2 separate regions of the Mus musculus genome follow, and region 1 is linked to region 2. A link is a contact called in public promoter capture Hi-C data. All regions are on one chromosome and are shown on one strand. Each heading gives the region's core, a stretch centred on a gene start, on an enhancer-like site or on the middle of the called end of the contact. The rest is flanking DNA. Distances are from core to core; before and after follow the strand shown. Region 1 holds the start of Iqsec3 (IQ motif and Sec7 domain 3). Region 2 holds the start of Tuba8 (tubulin, alpha 8).

What was found. Promoter capture Hi-C pulls out the DNA fragments that hold promoters and counts their contacts.
Region 1: a contact with region 2 is called in a promoter capture Hi-C map of embryonic stem cells, with 2.3 times the contacts expected there. The contact joins the promoter of Iqsec3 here to the promoter of Tuba8 in region 2. A contact is called at or near these places in 1 of 39 promoter capture datasets (embryonic stem cells) and 1 of 115 datasets of contacts at active chromatin or transcription factors (SST interneurons).

What each region holds. Positions count from the first base shown.
Region 1 is chr6:121,472,307-121,475,464 of GRCm38.p6, reverse strand. Iqsec3 (IQ motif and Sec7 domain 3) reads left to right here and starts at 1,787. Exons shown (of 14, transcript NM_001033354.3): 1 at 1,787-2,440. The coding sequence starts at 1,902.
Region 2 is chr6:121,209,353-121,212,274 of GRCm38.p6, reverse strand. Tuba8 (tubulin, alpha 8) reads right to left here and starts at 1,541. Exons shown (of 5, transcript NM_017379.2): 1 at 1,439-1,541. The coding sequence starts at 1,441.

The DNA of each region.
Region 1 (3,158 bases), core at 538-3,037, 260 kb before region 2:
GCAGATGCTGGACTGTGACTTCATGTGTGCATAGTGCTTTCTGCTGAAATAGTTATGTGGGGTTTTTCAGGAAAAATAATGAGTCTGAGGAAAATAATAAAAAGGCTTTTGATTATGTATCATTGTATAACAAGGAAGTGTGTAACCAATAAAGACTGCAGTGAACGAGAGAGAGAGAGAGAGAGAGAGAGAGAGAGAGAGAACCAAAAGCTGTCTCCGAGCTCAGCTTCAGAACAACAGTGAGTCACTTGTCAGCTTGCACCTGCAAAAAAAGAAAAAAGTGCTAAACAACAAAAATGTCCACCAACAGCATCAGCAAATAAAGGAAGAAAAAAAAAAAAACTATGCTATGTCTGTTGTTGATACCACTCCAAAATAAAAAAGAAATTAATGGTATTTGTAACGGAATGGAGGGACCACATACATATCAGACACAAGCAAGTATACATTATGTGACTTCGTTAATATTAGATTCCACAACAGGCAAAACTAATGTGTGTTTAGAGGAAGCAGATGAGTGCTTAGCTGGGGCTGGGGACAAGAAGTTGAACAGAGCAGAGGGGTGCTTATTACACGTAACAGTTTTTTTGTTTGTAGTGATGAGCGATCGGGTGTATACTGTCAAAATCCACGGAGCTGTGTAGTCAGAATGAGCGCACACTGTTGCATATGAATTATTACTCCAAATACCCTGAGACCTCATTTCTAGAGAAAAATCTAGCCCTAGCAGCCTTCCTGCCTTAATTTTCCTCCTGGCTGACCTAGTATAATGCTGCATCTAGTGGATGTTATGTGCAAAAACTGAAAAATTAACAGATAATTCCATGTTGATTCATGTCTCTGAGCTTCCAGGAAAACCCCTCCCTCCTCAAATGTTAATTCTTCCAAGAAGCATTCCGGAGATCCCCAGACTGGTGACTCCTACAACACTCTGATCACAGCTCTGTCTTACTCCCACCTTTCAAAATTAATTATTAAGTCTTTGATCCACTGCTTATAAGCTACAAGAAGCCAACAAATCCATCCTGGTAGTTTTTATTATATCATCTCCTAGTCCAGTATTTACTAATTGCATGTGCTTCCTAACTGTCAAAAAGAATGGTTGCTTCAGAAGGTTCTGGAAGCGGGAACCTCAGAGGTTCTATTTGGTTTCTGTTCCTGTCAGAGAGGTCCAAAGAGCCATGAGATCTCATTTCCAGAGAAAAATCCCTGCATGTGCAGCCTTCCTGCCTTAACTTACCCCCGCCAGAACTAAGCAACAGACACACGCCTTGTTCTCTAGGGTCTCATAACTGTTCACGGACATCCTACAGAGCAAATTGTTGAGCATCAAAAAGGCAGGTGTGTCTCCTCCCTAGAAGGTCTTAAAAATGGGCCCTGCCTCTGAGGTGCCTAGATACAGGAAAACGTGACTGTGACCTTTTAGAGCTGGGTGCCTGTACTTCTCTATGTCTTTGGCAGCTTCCTTTATTCTTCATCTTTCTCTGGCGGCTTCCTTTTTGTCTTAGTTCTATAGCACTTTCCCAGCGCTTCTGCTTGGGTTGGCTCTTCCTTCTTCCCTGGTAGGACTGATCTCCATCCTGGATTTTCATAGAGTATTTTGCTCGACCCAGCCTCTTCCCCTCTGCTCCCCATCCCCACCCGCCTCTCCTACGCCCCCGCGGGAAGCAGGGTTCCTCACGAAGCCCAGAGGTGGGAGGTGGGCCCTGGCGCCGGTCCGCCCCTCAGTGCGTGTGCGAATGCCTGTGTGGCGGTGACGCGCAGGCGACGGCGGGAAGGGGAGGGAGAGAGAGGGAGGGAGGCCACCGACCGCCAGAGCTGCTGGGCTGCTGGGCTCCTGCGCGCTCACGCTCCCCGCCGCCCGCCTAGGCGCAGGCAGGGCGCAGGCGGCGGCGGGCGGCATGGAGAGCCTGCTGGAGAACCCGGTGCGCGCCGTGCTCTACCTCAAGGAGCTCACGGCCATCGTGCAGAACCAGCAAAGCCTCATCCATACCCAGCGCCAGCGCATCGATGAGCTGGAGCGGCGTCTAGACGAGCTGAGCGCGGAGAACCGCAGCCTGTGGGAACACCAGCAGTTGCTGCAAGCCCAGCCTCCGCCTGGGCTGGTTCCCCCGCCGCCGTCTGCCCCACTGCCTGCTCCTGCAGTCACTGCTCCGGCCGCCGCTGCGGCCCAGGAACCGCTTCAGGACCACGGACAGCTCATACCCGCTTCACCGGAGCCGCCGCTTCAGCACCACGGTCAGCTCCTGGCGCAGCCCCAACCTGCACCCAGCAGCAGGGTTCAGACTCCTCAGTCGCCCCACCAGCACCCGGTGGCACCCGGGGCCATAGCTGACAAGGAGAAGGAGCGTCCCTCGAGTTGTTGTGCTGCCGCGGGAGCCCTGCTTCAACACGCATCCCCCGCCGCCCTCGGCAAGGGCGTCCTGAGCAGGAGACCCGAGTGAGTGGGGACAAGGAGGTGGGAGAAGCAAGTGGGTGTGAGGAAATGGGAAATCTGTGTGTAAGAGTGAAGGACTTGAGCACTGTGAAGTGAAGCGGGCAAAAATGCCTTGGGTAAAAAAATGTGTCAAGGAGAGTCCCGCAAAGGAGGGCTTGAGATCCGCGTTGGAAGGTCTGTGGTGGTTGGAGCCAAAGGAAGTATTTGGACCATCTTTGGAGCAAAAAATGAGAGGAATGGGCTTTAACTGGTTGGGGATAATGATAACTTCCAGAAATTAAGGGAGATAAAATTGGGAGGAAGTTGGGGGCAAAAAAATTAAGCCAAAGCAGGGGACCATTGAAGGATTTAAGCTAGGAAAAATTCGGAAGTGAGTTTGCATAGTACAACTGTTTAAATAAAGAGTGAGACACCAAAACAGACTTGATCAGGAAGTTTAAGCGCTTTATAGGGGCTGGGGTCCAGCAGCAAGGATTAGAGTGGGTAGGATAAAGCAAAGGACAGGAGGTGGGGGGGGAACGGGAACAGGCAGGGGAGCTGGATACAGGAAGATGAATGGTGGGAGACAGCGCTGCCCAGGGGAAGGAGCTGGCTCTTTATCTGATGCAGTGGGAGTCAGAGCCAGGAGTGGCTCACTTGGGAAAGCTTTCTCCCTTCTGACCCAAGTGAACATCTTTATGCTGAGCCTCTATAGTGCCAAGGCATACGCAGAAACAACCCT
Region 2 (2,922 bases), core at 292-2,791:
GAAGTAAGCCCCCCCCCTCGTTTTGTAGATGTGAAAAGCCAGCCAAGAGAAGTTTGATGACCTTCCCGAAGTGCTAGCCACATTGCCAAGTGCCCGAATCTGAACTCCTCCTACGGTCCCACACCTAGGACCTGAGCACAAGTGGTTTCCTCTGGTCACTCTCTCCTGCGTTGTCAAATTCTTCAAGATCCCAGGTGTGTCTGGAAGCATGCTTGGCGAGTGATAGGATAGGCTTAGAGGTAGGGCTGACAGGAGAGCCAGCGCCAGAAAGTCTTGGGCAATCTCCCAAATGAACAGCCAGAGGGGAGGAGGAGGGGTGGCAGGAGGAGGGGAAAAGGAGGGCGGAGGGGATGGGGGAGGGAGAAAAGAGGTGGGGAGGAGAGAAGGAAGGTTCTGGCCTGGCTGTTCTGTCACTGACACCAGAGCAAGTGGCTCAGAGAACCTGACCTTGGCCTGTGAGATACTCTTATTCTGCCCACCCCTCTCCACTCTAACCTTTCTGTCCCACTTCACTGCGGACACACCAGGGCTTCCTGGCGTGGGGGGAGGGGGGCGGGAGAGCAATGATTGAGGCCAACGTTAGTCCCCCGCAGGGGAGCTTCCCAGGGGCTTTGGCAGAGATGCTGTAAAGCTCGCTCTGAGGGGCTGTGAAGGTAGCAGCCGCTAGTGGAGACAGCAACTAATGAAGAAGAGTTGCTGCCTGGAAGCCAGAATAGAAAATAAAATGAAACGGCTTAGGTCCCCTGGTATCTGGGTCCCAAACTTCTGAGTCCCAAAGTCTTTTTGACTTTGACCGCCGGGAAAGGTGAGGAGCCTGCTCCAGCGCCAGGCGCTTGCGAAGCTGGTTTGGACCCAGCTGAAACTGAGGGTGCCCCAAACCCAAGCCGATGGCCGAGGAGCCAGCACTGGTGACAGGCACCTGGGAAACGTCTTGGGTCCATAACACCCAGCTCGAATTGAAGTTGCCCTAAACCCAAGCCGATAGCCGATGGCCGGGTGATGAGGGTGGAGAATGACCCCGGGAACGTGCCACTTTTGATTAGGTTTGGAGACTACTCCCCCAGGCCACCCAGGTCCAGACCACCTGTCCAGAATCCCTCGGCATCCCATTTCTTCTCACTCTGGTCCACGAGTGGCTACTCCCCCAGATTCTAACGTATCTCTCCACCGAGCTCTCCAGGTTCGCCCTCCTCTCTTTAGCGAGCGCAGATCGGTCTTAGGTCCCTTTAAGGATCCAATAGCCCCTGCTCTCTACATTCTCTACAAAATATTCTCACCCCTGGGAAACAAGACCCTTGACCCTGAACTGACCCACAGACCCTCCAGGAGACTTGGAGCCCAGTAGATCCAAAGCCACCCCACAGCTACCCCGTGGCCCCGCAGCTCTCTCCCCGGCACCTGCGCGCGTCCGGGGCCAGCCCGGGCGGGGAAGTCTCACCATCGTGGCCGCTCTCTTCGCCCGCTCGCCTCCCAGCTGGGCCTGCCCACCCCAACTGCTCCAGATACGGCCGCCTCCGCGGTTGTGACACACTGCGAGGGAGGGGGCCTGAGACAGACATGCTGGGCCAGCAGTTGCCCTGCAGCATCACAGTGCCCGCGGAGGGGAGGGACCTGGGTAGGTCACAATGGCACCTCCCCTCCCACCAGAGGCTCCCTAGTCCAGCCTGGCTGCTTCTCATGCCCGGAGCTGCCACTGAGCTCCTGAGCCTTGCAGTCCAGGAAGCAGTCCTGTGACCGCAACACACGTGTGCATACAAACCCCGCATCCACTCCGAGGCCACTGGAAAGCAGTGGAAAAATACTCCAAAACAAATGCTTGTTTCTCCCCCCAAATGTTCATAGTCGTCCTGCTGCCAACACTGGCTGGTGTGGTGGGAAGACACTAATCTGTTAGCCGGTCACCTCAGTCCAGGAGAGCCTGCAGGATCAGACCAGCCCGTGGTCAGAGCCCACGCTTCTGCTTCCACCACTGCCTGCCTGGTTACTGGAGAAGTCAGAAGATGGTATGCCTCTGCATCTGCATCTGCATCTGCTGCAAGCCCTCCATAGTAGATTCAGGGATTCAGCACTATTTTAAATACTCTCAGAATATCTCCATGATTCTCAAGTCTCTCCTCCTGACCCACTCCTACAAGAGCCTTTCCTACGTAATCCCCAAATGTGTCACTTTGCATGTACCCCAGAACATCAGGGTTCTCACTGCCTCTGCCCTGTTAGGACCTCCTCTTAGTGGCCACAGATGACACTGAAGAGCAAAGGATTTCTTCACCCTCCATCTAGTTGGGTGAGGATAGGGGCTCACCTAGCCTGTAACCCTGGCTGTCCTGGAACTTGCTTTGTAAACCAAGCTGGCCTGGAACTCACAGAGCTCCACCCACCTGCCTCTGCTTCCAAAGTGTGTGCTACCATGCTCAGCTTAAGAGCCTCTCTAGTTGCCCACATTACTAACAGGCTCCACAAGTCCCTTTGTCTCCAAGTCGGTTGGGGTTGGATGGTTCTTACACCTGAACTGCGACATGGAATTCCCTATCAAGGGCCACTTCATACTTAAGAGATATAACCCAGCTTTTCTTCCCTCCCTCTTTTCTCTGGCAACTTCCCACCACACAAGTCACTGTGGGAAGTTAAGAGTTCTTCAAGATGTAGGTGGAGCTGCTGTGGCCAGATGTTGGCTCTGTTTCCAAACATAGATGAAGACACACCTTTGCTTCTGTGCTCAGGAAGCAGCAGAGTAAAACTTATCTAGGTAGTAGTTTATTCTGTTGGCTCACCTTTCATGTATTTGTCTATGAGTTTCTTGAGGAGAGGATACATGTTTTAATCATCTTTGCATGTGAGAAAGTACTGAAAACACTTCCCACTGATACACGGCCTCCAAGCTGGAACTGCCTACCCCAAGGACTCCAGATAAACTGCCTCCAC